Regions from separate parts of the Hordeum vulgare genome. Here region 1 is linked to region 2. The links are chromatin contacts, called in public Hi-C maps. All regions are on one chromosome and are shown on one strand. Each heading gives the region's core, a stretch centred on a gene start, on an enhancer-like site or on the middle of the called end of the contact. The rest is flanking DNA. Distances are from core to core; before and after follow the strand shown.

Region 1 (7,455 bases), core at 233-2,732, 130 kb before region 2:
AGACTAGGGGGCTGGTCCTTCTTTTGCGGAGAGTGTGGCACCTAAGAAACGGTGTAATCCACAATAAAGGAGAAGCTCTCATAAAAGATCCAGTTATTTTTCTCCAAAATATGCAGCTAGTCTCACTATGTGCAACCTAAAGCTGGGTGACTACAAAGGCAAACAGCCGATGTTTGAGCCTGGAATTAGTAAACTGACACCGGCAGAGGACGTGTGCAGCCGAAATGAACCCGGTGGGATGCTGTGTTTGTTGGCGCCATTGACCAGCTGTACTAAATTAATGTAGACGGGTTGTTCTCTGCAGCGATAGGCGAAGCTAGTATTGGTGTTGCGGCTAGAAGGTCTGGCTGTTCTGTTCTCTTTTGTGCAGCTCGTTCTGTTAATTGCTCGGACGCAGAAGATCAGAGCTGTTAGCTAGCAAAGAAGGAATGTACTTGCTAATACTTGGTGCCAGGCCCCCTTTTCCATCGAAACTGATTGTGCCTATGTGATAGTACAAGTTATGAATGCTAAAGGGAGCGACATGTCCAGCAAATGAGGGCTTATCAACGAAATAAAAAGTCTTCAGAGTCAAGTTGCAGATATCCAGTTTGTACAAGTGAAGAGAGAGTTTAATAAAGTTGCCCACGAATTAGCGTCGAACGCTAGAATTAGTGGTTTGGTATGGTTCTGAAGAGCTTAATTCTACTCCTGCCCAATGTCGGGCGTTGGTTTCTGAAGATTATAAGAACCTTATGCCATTATAATGAAATAAAGCTCCCTCTTCGGTGCCAAAGAAAATAAAAACATGACTCCCAACTCAAAAATCGGCTAACATGAACGATGAATATCATCTCATTACAATGGGTACTGGGTAGCCACAAAATGCGAAGCATTTGGTCCGAGCACAAGGTGCTTCACGTATGCATCGCATTTATACAAATTCCATGTTCTTCGGGCATTCATTAGGTCCAAGCACAAGCATTTTTTCCTAATTCCTGATAGCGCGGACAGTGTAGCAGGAAGAAGGGCGGAGAGGCACTAACCAGCTCTGGTCTCGCGCAGGAGCCGCGCCCCGAGCTGGGAGATCCTGGAGAGCATGGCAGCAGCGTCGCCTACTGCCTCCGAACCCTAGAAGAACAATTCAAGAAACCGCGAATCAGCACCCGCAGCCGCAAGAATCACCACGCAGAAGCAAGATAGATAGGCAACCAGCGGTAGGGACGGATCAAGGGACAATCAGGAGCAGTGGAGGAGGCGAACCTCGCGGAAGCGGTGGGAGGCAGCCGCCGGTCACCTTCCACGGCGGCGGGAAGGGGGGAGGTAGGCGGCGGGTGTGGTGGAGGCTGGCTGGCTGAGCCGTGGTGGGGTCTCGAACCACCGCCGCCGCCTCCAGTACCGTGGGCCGGGGGAAAGCGGGCTGGAGAGTGACCGTTAGATGGGCCGAGAGGAAAGCCCGTTAGCGAGGACATAAGAGCCCGGACGAAACCCACCCCTAAACCCTCCTCTTTCCCCCTCCCCACCCCCGTCCGCCGCCGGACGCCCGCCCGCCGACTCCACCGAGGCGAAGCTCCGTCCCTCCGCCTCCTCCGCCGCCTGGCGACGTAAGTAGCCCCTTCTTTCCGCTCTCTGCGTGCCGACCGTCTCGCGTAGTCGTGTGCCCGTGATGATGATCCGCGCGGATGGCTGCGGTAGTAGACTTGTGCCTGTAGATTCGTGGCTTGGTTCAACCTGTCCGTGCTCATCCCTGGTTGAACCTCTCAAAGAGTTCGTGAATAAAGCAGTTGCGTCATCTGTTTTGCGCTGTGACTCGTGTTTGACCGAAGGATTTGTAACAAGCGGCTCAATAAGGTTGTCTGATTTGTTGCAGATGATAAGGGGTGTTGATTTGTAGGTTTCTAGTTGATGAGAAGTTGCCGACTAGTTAGCTGCTGCGGACGTTTTTTATGCTTCTTGTCGATTAAATGTTGCCGGCTAGTTTAGCTGCCGCAGATTTATACGCCTGGCGTGGTATTTTATCAGAAGTTTGGAACTATTTCTGCTGTCGGCTTACTTTTATTTGCGCTAATTTTGTAGAATCTATCAAGCATTTGATGCTATGAGAATGAAAGCATGCAGGTGTTGTTGTTGCTCTTCCCTCCTTTGGGAGGCTGTTGCTGCCTTGCTGGTGCTTAGATATATTAGGTTTTCCTTCCATGTAAGAATGGTGCCAGGGTTTCAGGGCCTGGATTAGTCTTTTGGTGTGATGCAACCGACTATACTTGTGTTTAAACTATTTTTGACTGCCAACAAAGAGACTGTGCTTTGACATGCTGGTATCTAGGTATATATTGTAGATGTTTTTGTCCTTTCATATAAGAACGGTGTGCGTGTTTAAGGTCCAGAGTTAGACTACGGTTTCAGTTTGTGATGCCAACTACTTTTGCTTTTTGTCTTATGTTAGGTTTTCCTTCCATCAACAAAGAAACTGGGGTTAGCCTCAACAAAGAAACTGCAGTTAGCTTTTTTGTCTTATGTTTTAAAATCAAAGTTTTCCTTGTGTGTGACATGGATGCACCGATAATGCTGGGGATGAATCTAGGGTCTTCATATGATTACAGATTGATGTTTTCTAGTGATTGCTAGATTTCTTCCTGGCTATTGGAAATTCTGCTTGCTAGCATTTATGTTGAACCTTTTTTCTGCATTAGTTTCTTCACTGGTTTATCTGCATTGGATTGACATGACATTTGTTTGTATTACAGGAATAAGTAGCAAATCTTTACGCCGGCAAGATGGTGCAGTATAATTTCAAGAAAATCACTGTTGTCCCTCCTGGGAAGGACTTCATTGACATAATCTTGTCCCGCACTCAGAGGCAAACACCAACTGTTGTCCACAAGGGCTATGCTATCAACCGCATTCGCCAGTTCTATATGCGCAAGGTTCGCTATACTCAGCAGAACTTCTATGAGAAGCTTTCCACCATCATCGATGAGTTCCCCAGACTGGATGACATCCATCCTTTCTATGGCGATCTCCTCCATGTGCTCTACAACAAGGATCACTACAAACTTGCCTTGGGTCAGATCAATACGGCTAGGAATATCATTGCAAAGATCTCCAAGGACTATCTGAGGCTGCTCAAGTATGGAGACACCCTGTACCGGTGCAAGTGCCTGAAGGTTGCTGCACTAGGTCGCATGTGTACTGTTCTAAAGCGTATCAGTCCTAGTTTGGCATACCTGGAGCAGATCAGGCAGCACATGGCCAGGCTTCCATCAATTGACCCAAACACCCGTACTATCTTGATTTGTGGGTATCCAAATGTTGGGAAGAGCTCTTTCATGAACAAGGTTACAAGGGCTGATGTGGACGTGCAGCCTTATGCTTTCACAACAAAATCCCTTTTTGTTGGCCATGCAGATTACAAGTATCTGCGTTACCAAGTGATTGACACTCCAGGGATCCTTGATCGGCCTTTTGAGGATAGGAACATCATAGAAATGTGCAGTATCACCGCTCTTGCCCACTTGAGGGCTGCTGTGCTGTTCTTCTTGGACATCTCTGGTTCTTGTGGGTACACTATTGCTCAGCAAGCTGCACTCTTCCACAGTATAAAATCCCTGTTCATGAATAAGCCTCTGGTCATTGTGTGCAACAAGACTGATTTGCAGCCGCTTGATGGGCTTTCTGAAGAGGACATGAAGCTGGTAATGGAGATGAAGTCAGAGGCTATGAAGACTATACCTCAAGGTGGAGATCCCAGTGAAGAGGGTGTTTTGTTGACTATGAGTGCTTTAACAGATGAGGGTGTGATGGCTGTTAAAAATGCTGCATGTGAGAGGCTTCTTGAGCAGAGGGTGGAGATCAAGATGAAGTCAAAGAAGATCAATGACTGCTTAAATAGGTTTCATGTTGCTATGCCCAAGCCTCGTGACAACAGAGATAGGCCTACTTGCATTCCTCAGGCTGTTGTTGAAGCTCAAGCAATTGCTGCTGCAAAGGAAAAGAAGAAACTTGAGAGGGACCTTGAGAATGAGAATGGAGGTGCTGGTGTCTATTCTGCCAGTCTCAAAAAGCATTACTTGTTGGCTGATGATGAATGGAAGGAAGATATTCTCCCTGAGATATTGGATGGGCATAATGTTGCCGATTTCCTGGATCCGGATATCTTGGAAAGGTGTGAGGAACTGGAAAGGGAGGAGGGTCTTCGTCTTGAAGAAGAAGCTGCTCAGGATGCTTTCATGATTGATGGCCATGACGAATTAACTGAAGAACAGCGTGAGATACTGGGTAAGATTAGGAAGAAGAAGGCAATGCTCATCCAAGAGCATAGGATGAAGAAGAGTACTGCAGAGAGCCGTCCTATCGTTCCAAGGAAGCATGACAAGGATAGGAAATTCACAACCAAGAGAATGGGCAGACAACTCACATCCATGGGCGTTGATCCTACTGCAGCTGTGAACCGGCTTCGCAGCCAGTCAAGAGGCCGTAAGCGTGAGAGGTCACTGAGCAGAGCTGATGGTGACAATGCTATGGACGTTGATGGCCAGCACTCAGACAAGAAGCTGCGTACAAGGTCGAGGTCTAGGTCCAAATCACGACCAATTGAAGAGGTCGTACCAGGTGACGGGATCCGGGATGTTGCTCAAAAGAAGAAGGCCATCAAGAAATCAAGGGACTCTGTCAAGAACAGGAACAAGGAGGCTCGCCGTGGAGAGGCGGATCGCGTCATCCCCACGTTGAAACCGAAGCATCTCTTCTCTGGAAAACGAGGAATTGGGAAGACCAGCAGGCGGTAAACAAGTCAATGTGGACGTTGCTGCTTGCGATCACTCGATCAGGTGCGGAAACTGTACTTTCACTTGGTTATTCTTCCACCTAGTTAACAAATCTTTCTCTGCTATGATCATGAAACTACTCTGTTCTCCCCATATGGCTAGGGCAAATGTTAGAACCAGCACTAATCTTGTAGTCAATTGGTTGAGGTGTAGTTAGCTGAGAGTTCTGTTTGTGGATTATACTGTACTGTCAAATAGGATTAGTAATGTTCTCAATAGATATGTAAAAGCATTGTCATCATAAACTTGTGATTGGTGGTGCCAAGCACTCCAGGGTCTTATGGAGAAGTTATTAAAAGTATTGCTCGAGCTACATCCACATGTTTATTGTAAAGTTGAAGCTCAGCCCTTTCATTTTCTCCTTATGCAGGAACTGCAGAATCACTGCCATTTTTCGTGCTGGGCATCGGGGGAGGCTTGAGCGCCAATCTGGCAGGAGATACTACCATCTACTGCATTTTTATCTTTGTCTGGCTTTTGCTCTCTGTTACTCGTTTGTTAGACTACATCGTTGTCGAACTATATGCTTGTACCATCGGTCTACTCCGCACTAGTGCGGAGCGGAGTCAGATTTTGTTTGATGGTGTTGTTAATGTATTTGAACGGGCGCTTGTTTTCCTTTCCATGAAATGTTTTGATACTGTGAGATTGCACCTCGGTCTGGAACCTGTGAGGTTCAGCAATTTCAACGGCAGCCACCGCAGTTGGCTTCAGGCGCCAGTGCTTGCAGTTGGTGTTTCATTCAAGTTAATTACGAAGAAATCCTACTCTCGTTACCTTCTTGTTTCTGGGCCGTGCCTCTCCATGCACTGTGACTTGAGGCTGTAGTCTTATGATTCTGGTTTCTTGGGTGAATTACTGAGGCTGTAGTCTTCTGGTATGTGATTGTTGCACATACGTCGATGCTAGGAAGAGAACTAGCCATGCCGCGTGCTGTGTTTTATTCATCGTTGAAGTGGTAGAATAAACTGCAGTCTTAGACCATCTCGTTCATCGTTGAAGTGGTAGAATAAACGGCAGTCTTAGAATGTCCAACAGGCATCTGAAAACTGCCCTGCACGTTAAAGATTTGTTTATTAAGTGTCGGAGACAGAAAACAAGGACATAAAAAACATCAATGCCCATGCTGCAAATTTTAATGGCGTTGGCTTCCCGTTTTTTGCATCCATTGAACAAAAAACGTATTTATACACTGTAAATAAAATTTAAAGCGCCGCGCGCCACCGCGCGTTTGTTGGATTTTGGGCAGAGTAGGTGTTTCTCAAGAGGAACTTACTCATACTTGGTGAAAATATAAAAAAGTTATCTAGTCTGGTCAAAAAACTTGGTAGGATTTTGGCCCATCTTGTTTCCTTTTGCAACTGAATGTTTTCTGTTGTGTTACTTAACAACTCTGCATGTTTACTGCGAGTTTTAACTAGTCACTTGGACTAAAGAGATGAGAGGAATGTAAATGGTAAGCGCGGCGAATTGGTACGATCGATGAGCCAGGCGGAGCTTGGTACAAATTGCTGATGGGGTGGGGGTCGGGCTAATGCAAAAACACGAGTATTTTGGGGCGTAAATTGCTAAAAAAAATCTCATCTAAGCCTAATGATAGCATGACGCGTTAAGATTTTTTTTATGCAACACATGCACAAAAATACGTCGCCTAACCCGACGGCCCCACTTGCACTGTCCAACGCGCGCAATCCGACGCCCCAATAATGCAGAAGCCAACGCGTTCAAAATTTGCAGCGCAGGCGCCGATGTCTTTTTGCACGCTTTATTTTAGAGCTTCTTTTCTGTCTTCGGCACAAAAAAAAACCAAACTTCTTAGCGCGAAGATCAATTTTTAGGCGGCTTTTTGGAGATGCTCTTATGAATGAATAAGGAATTGAGCCTGCTTTGCACAAACTCAAGTGTAGGCAGCTGAAGCGTATGACCTAACAGCAAGTGAGTTGAAACTTTTTTTTTGTTGCATCGAAGATAGGGGGCTTTATTTAACCTAATAAGGTTCGGTTACAATCTGCCTTCAAGCTGCTGATAAAAAAATCCGGGCAAGACTCAACCCAGCCATCAGTGCCCTCGAGCGTACAAGCACGCCTCGCACACAAATGAGCCGGAAAATTAAGCTCTCGACCAACATGTCGCACCAAAAAAGAAGTAAAACTAAGGGTAATATCCTCCACTTCGTTCCAGATAGGCGCCGCAATAGAACGAGAATTGCGTCGCGAATTCCATAAGTTGATAAGCTCCAGACTATCAACTTCCATTATCACATGTGAGTAACCCCGCAGCTGTGCAAAAATCACCCCCTCGCGGAAGGATAATAGCTCGGCAACGAAAGGATCTGAGATGCCTGGCAGGGGTTTACTCCATGCTCCAAGGAGAGCAAGGTGAGAGCGGGCGACGCCACCAGCCCCTCCCGATAGAGCGTCTGGGGCGATTGATCCATCGGTGTTGATTTTGATCCATCCTGCCTCTGGTGGCCGCCATAGCTGAGCTCCAGGCACTGGTCTTGCCCTAGGAAGCTCCAGAACCGCAAGGGTTTCGTGTACCCACTTGATCGCCTGCACTGGATCATAACCATCTCGATCATGGGTCCATCTATTCCTCAAAGACTAAATAGCATGCATGATAGAAATCACCAAGCACCTATTTTCTGCAGTAA
Region 2 (6,730 bases), core at 3,282-5,781:
ATATGTTCGATTCTTTTTGTTTACGGTCAGCACGGATACTCAACTACCTGTAATTCCCTGGTATCGCTCTACTCTGTTTGCATTGTAAACAGTTTTTTGACAATAGAGAAGCAGCATCGTTGCACAACCTCTTCAATTTACCCCCGAATAAAGTAGAGTTGTAGATACTCACACAAAGTCTTTACTGTCCCAGGGGTTCAAGCATCCAAGGCCCAAGTTAGTTCAGGGTGATGATGCTGACAGAGTCGCACTCACCATGTTAGCCGCGTGTGTGGTGATGGATGGTGTACGACTAAGTTGTAATCGTCGTTTCCAAATAGAAAAATACTGCGCTAACAATCATTCTAGTTCTGGGTACTATATCCCTTGTTTAATTTAAAAGCACGAACAGATAAAAAAATGGAAAATGTCAACAAAATTCCTGATGCTATGTTCACTTTCTTTCATCGACTGGGAGATAAACGCCCTCCGCTGTCGACCAAATATTCTCAGCTCGCTTGTCTCGAACACCACAGACCTGCATGAAGAATGTTTTAACTCAGAAAACTGATGAGTTAAACAATACATAAGCAAACCAAGGTTGCATTAACTGAACTAGAATGTGGTCTTGTTTTATAGTACTCCATCCATCCCAAAATAAGTGTCTCAACTTTATACTAACTTTAGTACTCTCTCAATTCCACAATGTAGTGTGCCCGCGCTTCCCAAGATCTAAGAATTCAGTGGAATAATTTCTGCTACCGCCGCAGTCGGTCTCGTTGGTTACTTAAATGTATGGTGAAACTTAGATCTCGAGAAGAACAGACGCAGTACATTGTGGAATGGAGGGAGTATAAAATTGTACTAAGGTTGAGACCCTTATTTTGGGATGGAGGGAGTATTTGCTATGAATTCAGGCAGTACGACATTTGCCTTCATAGACGTGAGCTTTGCGTCAATTAATATGGATTAGAGGGAGTATGTATAATGATTTAGAATTAACTAATTAAAGGTAAACAGGTTGTGATGTTTCAGTGACATCTCATTTTATAGATATAAAATAAATTTCCTTGATGTTCTAAAGATCAAGGACTAGAGTTCTTGAACAAACAGTGCATGTTGACATTGCCGCATACCGCATGTAATTCAATTTTATTATTTCTTAGCATTAATAGCTGTAGTTTCTAAACATGCATTACCCAATCACATTGGTATATAACGTTAATATATGTCGGAACAAGGTTGTACTTGTAGGTTCTAACTATTATCACACTCACCTCTTGCTGCCCACCACCAAGCCTGTTATACTTCTTGTTATGGCTGTGCAGATAGCCTCCCGTGTCAACATGACGCAATCTTACCTTCTGATCTCGCTTCCATACCTTGTCCTTTCCCTCAATTTCTAGCCTGTATAATATGAAAAGCAAGCCATTAAGCTGGATTAAGTTAGGCAACCAAATAGGCAGCATGCATCACATATTTTAAGCAATCACACCTCCAATAGTCACCGGTATCTGATTGTCCATCACCACCAAAACAGCTCACCTGTAAGTTCATTCAAGATTTAGGGTGCATACTTAATTCAATAAAAAATTAAGCAAAAGAAACATATAGTAAAACAAAACGTCTTTGCGCACAGCAAAGAATTGTCCACATGAGTTCCTAGTGATAAGTCTATTCAAAGTTACAAAGATGGTTGCCCCTGGGCCTACGGATAAGATTTAGAGTGCCCAAGCTTCGGTACAACAGCAATTACATGACACACAATACAAGCTGCTAAAAGATAGCCTGGTGGCATTGGGCTTGGCAGTTGCAAGTTATTGTAGACATTGTCAGTCACTTGATTCAAGAACATGGGCAACAACTTCTTTCTTTGTGACCAAGGACACCGTGTGCATGACAACATGTGTTATTTATCCACCTACCATGGATAGGGCGAGATGAGAAAAATAGAGACAGGGTGCTCACCATATAATGCAAGATATAAGTTTCTCTTCTCAGGTGCTGCTATGCCTAGCCAGGAAACTACAAAGCCGTCCTCCTGCCTCACGCCGCAGTCCTCCATCCCCACCCATCTTGTTCTCCGCTGCATCCTCACCGTCTCCCTTCCCAACACATTCACATGTCGTTGCCTAGCCTACTGACATCTCGGGCTGTCTGCCACCACCGATGCTACCAAAGTCGTCAGTTCGGGCCACAGCCAAGCCCTGACCAGGCATTCCTCTAACCTAAATGCTGTTCTGATCCTGTATGCCCCAAATCCCACCCCCTCCTTCCCGAACCCCGACCATCCTTCATCATTTGTGCTACGAGTGCTGGTGCATGATTGCTAACTGAAGAAGCCAATGGAGGCCTTCATCCTGCTCACTGTGAGTTACATACATGCTCCGGTTGAATGTACTGCCTCCGTGCTTGTTGTTTCGGGAATGTAATATAAGTGGGTTATTTGTGCACTGTGAGTTAATTTATGAAATTGATTTGCAGAAGATGTTCCAGCCACCAAGGAATTAGGAAAATTAATCCCAGTTTGGCCGTGTATTTGCAGAACATGTTCTAGATAGTATAACGTACACAGATTTACCATGAATCATTGGTAAATAAGAAGGTTTTAACTTGTAAGCAACATATATCTGTAGATTGTGTGAATCAAATTGCTATGTGGATGATTCTCGTGGCTGGGCTTAATGCTTCACTAAAATGAGTGATCAAATTGCTTGTGGTGAATGTCCAGTTCAGAGATCTTCATGAATAAGCTTTGTGAGTGTGGATTTTTTTCAGTTAATTTTGATTTGCTAGTACTACTTACAATATTAACATCTGGGTAACACAGTTGTGCTTGATTAGGCTCAACAATGGTTTGTGCGGCCACATGCCACATAATTGGGATTCTACCATTAATTACAAATCATATGAAATATGAACCCTTTAGACACAAAGTGTATGAGAGTTGTATATAAATGCTTATTTAGTGTATATAATATAGATTTAGATATGATGCATTGGGAGCGGTTAGGGAAAAAATCTTATAGTCTAATCGCAAAAGCTTTACTCCTGACCATAGAGAGCAAAATATTCATTTCATAATGCACAAATTTTCATTTCATGATGGCTACTGGGAATCACATAATGCACAAATATTCATTTCTAGAGAGCAAAATATATTTAATAAATTAATGTTTACAGGTTCTTCAACGTATCGAAACTAACTTACTACGTATCACACTAACCTCTAGGTTACCAGATAACGGTGAAGCATGCAAGTGGCTATGTAACCATCTCCGTGTCCTCATGTGTTGCAACCTGATGATGCTACCAGTTTCAATAGCCTCACCTTGTTTGGCTGATGAATCAAGAGTAGGTCTCACAATCTGCAGGAGTACAAGCAAAGTCAAGCCTAGATGTTGAACATGAACAGCATGTTCTAACCCTGCCTACTTCGGGGTGGAGTATCAGACTACTTGAAAGGCAAATCATATTAATATCAAGGTTAACTGCCAAATCTTTAGCCACAAAATATCATTAGGTTGGGACTTCCGATTCGAGAATGAAAAAAAAAAAACTAGCAGTATTGCAGTGTCAACGTTGGAGTTTCATCATGCTAATGTCGTCATTTATCCATCTGTTTAGTGAGATGTCACATAATTATCCGACGAATCAAAGTGCGAAATTTGTACGGTTCGGAGAAAAGTAAATGGCAGGTGAACAACTGATGCCTAATGATTCGTTTTTCTACATCCAGACCTTACAATTTTTGTCATTCTCTATACCATTCCTCTGTTTCTTTGATATGACATGCACATCTGCACCCTGATTTCAATCAATGCGGGTACAGCATTTGCACTCTGAACGAAGAGCCAACGCTGGCATTATCAATTCAAGACCATGGTTTGACACGAACTTGGAAGATGGGGGCAATTGCGCGAAATGAAACCATGAGAGACGGAGAGGCACCCCACCCAGTAGCTATTGGAGTCGTCGATCTCGGGGAAGCCGGTGACGGACTGCTGGCCGCTGCCGGAGCCGTAGGCCACGTCGTGGGAGTGAAGCCTCACCTTGGTCTTCTCGTGCATCAGCTTCACCGTGCTCCCGTAGGTCACCTGCAAGGCCACCCAGACGCAGATCAAACCCAGTTCCTCGCATAAATTCCAATCGTTTGGCAGATCTTAAGATCTGGGAAGCGGACCTGGAGCCCCTCTTCCGATACGGGGGCGGCGGCCGCACCGTGGTCGACCCGGGAGCTGGCGCCGAGGAGCAGCGCCACGGCGAGCGCGAGGACGGACGCGGCCATCGCGACGGCGGCGGTGGCGCGATAGGACCTCGGCGGCGGCGACGGCGGTGACGTCGAGGAGCCTTTCCCCTTGGCCGCGGCGGCGGCCGGTGGTGCCGTGGCCGCGTCTGGTTCGCGCGAGCCGCGCGGGGCTTTGGCTTTCCCGCCGGCGATCGGTGAAGCGGGGTGGGTCTGGTCTCTCGTGTCTGGGCGTGCTGGTGTGTGTGGTTGCGGCCGTCGAGATCTCGCGAGCTCCGGGACGTTTTGCTTGCCGTGGTCGTTGCTTCCGTGGAGACTGGCTTCGGGTCGGGACCCATCCGGCTTCCACGTATAGGGGACGAACCAGAGGACGACACGTGTTGCAGCCGCGTCAGTGATGGTATTATTTTGTGCCAAAAGACCCCTCAAAACATACTTTCACACGACTAGTCACTCCATAATGTGCCTCTTTGGATACTTTAATTCAGTTAGAGGTAATTCTGACTCTGGATTAATTTTGAACTAACTTTAAACAAAGAAGTATTTGGATGATAAAATTAGATTGACAATAAATGCATTTTTTTTAATCATTTGACTCATTTAACCAGGATTTGGTATGGTGAAAGTAGAGGGAAAAAATAACTTTTTTTCTGGGCCCCACCTAACTTTAACCCAAATAAGCATCTCTCCATCGGTTTAATTTTTTTTTTGATGGGTTAGATGCATCTAACCAAAACTAACCCTTATGTTTAGATGTTTTTGGATTAGTTGAATCCAAACTAACCCAAACTAACTTTAACCCATGGATTCAAATAGGGCCAATGTGTTCTCCAAAAGTGTAATTAAAACCTAAAGGTATGTGACAAAAAATATAGAAGACTGCTACGCGTCGGTCGGCGGATTTATTCAAAAGATTTGCCGCATAGCAAGCCATTGGATTTGATACAATCAATCAACCATATGTATTTCTATACATTGCGACAAAGGTCTTGTTGCGGGAATATTTGCAACGGAGCTTATATTGCGGGTCTTTTTGCGACATAAGTTTTATTGTGTGTTCTTTTTTGTAACATAGGTTGTATTATGGGGGGAAATGTAGCATGGGTCGTGTTGCCGAAAAAAATTGGCCTCCCTGATCGCACTCGCTGTGGAATCTAGCTCCTAGTCGTTTTGCAACAAGGAGCTGGTTGCAGAACCCCTTTTTGAAATAATGAACCAGTTGCAAAACATGGGCATCGAAGAGTTAGCTTCGGATTGTTGATTAAAATTCATCCGACGAACATAGAGATGATGGAAGCTCGCACATAATCGGTCGGCTGAAGGGAATCATTATCCAAAAAAATGTATGAAAAGAGCAACTTTTGAATTAAATTAGTGGGTGCCTCATACATCTCCATCGTATCTACTTTTCCAAACTCTTTTGCCCTTGTTTTGGACTCTAATTTACATGATTTGAATGGAACTAACCCGGACTGACGCTGTTTTCACCAGAATTGTCATGGTGTTGTTTTTGTGCAGAAATGAAAGTTCTCGGAACGTCCTGAAAATTTACGGAGAATATTTCTGGAAAATATGACAAATACCTGCGCAAAGATCCACCGGAGGGGACAGGCCAGTGGGCGACAAGCCCTGTAGCCGCGGCCTCCCCCCCGGCCGCGGCCACGAGGCTTGTGGGGCCCACGTGGCTCTGCCGCCCCCAATTCCAGCGCTATTTATTCCCTTTCGTCCCGGAAAAAATCAGGAGAGAAGAATTCATCGCGTTTCACGATCCAAAGGCGCTGCCACATCCCGTTCTTGCCCTGGAGGGCAGATCTGGAGTCCGTTTTGGGCTCTGGATCAAGGAGATCGTTGCCATCGTCATCATCAACCTTCTTTCGTCTCCAATTCCATGAAGCTCTTCATCGTTCGTGAGTAATCTATTCGTAGGCTCGCTGGGCGGTGATGAGTAGGATGAGATCTATCATGTAATCGAGTTAGTTTTGACGGGGATTGATCCCTAGTATCCACTATGTTTTGAGATTGATGTTGCTACTACTTTGTCATGCTTAATGCTTGTCATTAGGGCCCGAGTGCCATGATTTCAGATCTGAAATTATTATGTTGTCACCAATATATGTGTGTTTTAGATCCGACCTTGCAAGTTGTAGTTACCTACTATGTGTTATGATCCGGCAACCCCGGAGTGACAATAACCGGAACCACTCCCGGTGATGACCATAATTTGAGGGGTTCATGTGTTCACCAAGTGCTAATGCGTTGGTCCGGTTCTTTATTTAAAGGAGAACCTTAATATCCCGTAGTATCCATTTGGACCCCGCTGCCACGGGAGGGATGGACAATAGATGCCATGCAAGTTCTTTTCCCTAAGCACGTATGACTACACACGGAATGCATGCCTACATCACATTGACGAACGGGACCTAGCCACATATCTCTCCATGTTATAACTGTTGCATGATGAATGTCATCCGACAAATCACCGATCCATTGCCTACGAGTTTGTCC

What was found. Hi-C and Micro-C count contacts between places; a contact is called where the count stands out from the background.
Region 1: a contact with region 2 is called in a Hi-C map of seedling, with 2.0 times the contacts expected there. The contact joins the promoter of LOC123407475 here to the promoter of LOC123409962 in region 2. A contact is called at or near these places in 1 of 6 Hi-C or Micro-C datasets (seedling) and 1 of 1 datasets of contacts at active chromatin or transcription factors (embryo).

The regions. Positions count from the first base shown.
Region 1 is chr7H:67,274,172-67,281,626 of MorexV3_pseudomolecules_assembly, reverse strand. It overlaps LOC123407475 (nucleolar GTP-binding protein 1-like), which reads left to right and starts at 1,482. Exons shown (of 3, transcript XM_045100611.1): 1 at 1,482-1,583; 2 at 2,724-4,805; 3 at 5,173-5,448. The coding sequence starts at 2,754. The coding sequence ends at 4,763. LOC123407476 (2Fe-2S ferredoxin-like) reads right to left here and starts at 1,350. Exons shown (of 8, transcript XM_045100613.1): 1 at 1,243-1,350; 2 at 1,026-1,110. The coding sequence starts at 1,080.
Region 2 is chr7H:67,149,081-67,155,810 of MorexV3_pseudomolecules_assembly, reverse strand. LOC123409962 (stromal cell-derived factor 2-like protein) reads right to left here and starts at 4,531. Exons shown (of 6, transcript XM_045102833.1): 1 at 4,163-4,531; 2 at 3,936-4,076; 3 at 3,207-3,347; 4 at 1,475-1,524; 5 at 1,257-1,386; 6 at 166-517. The coding sequence starts at 4,267. The coding sequence ends at 434.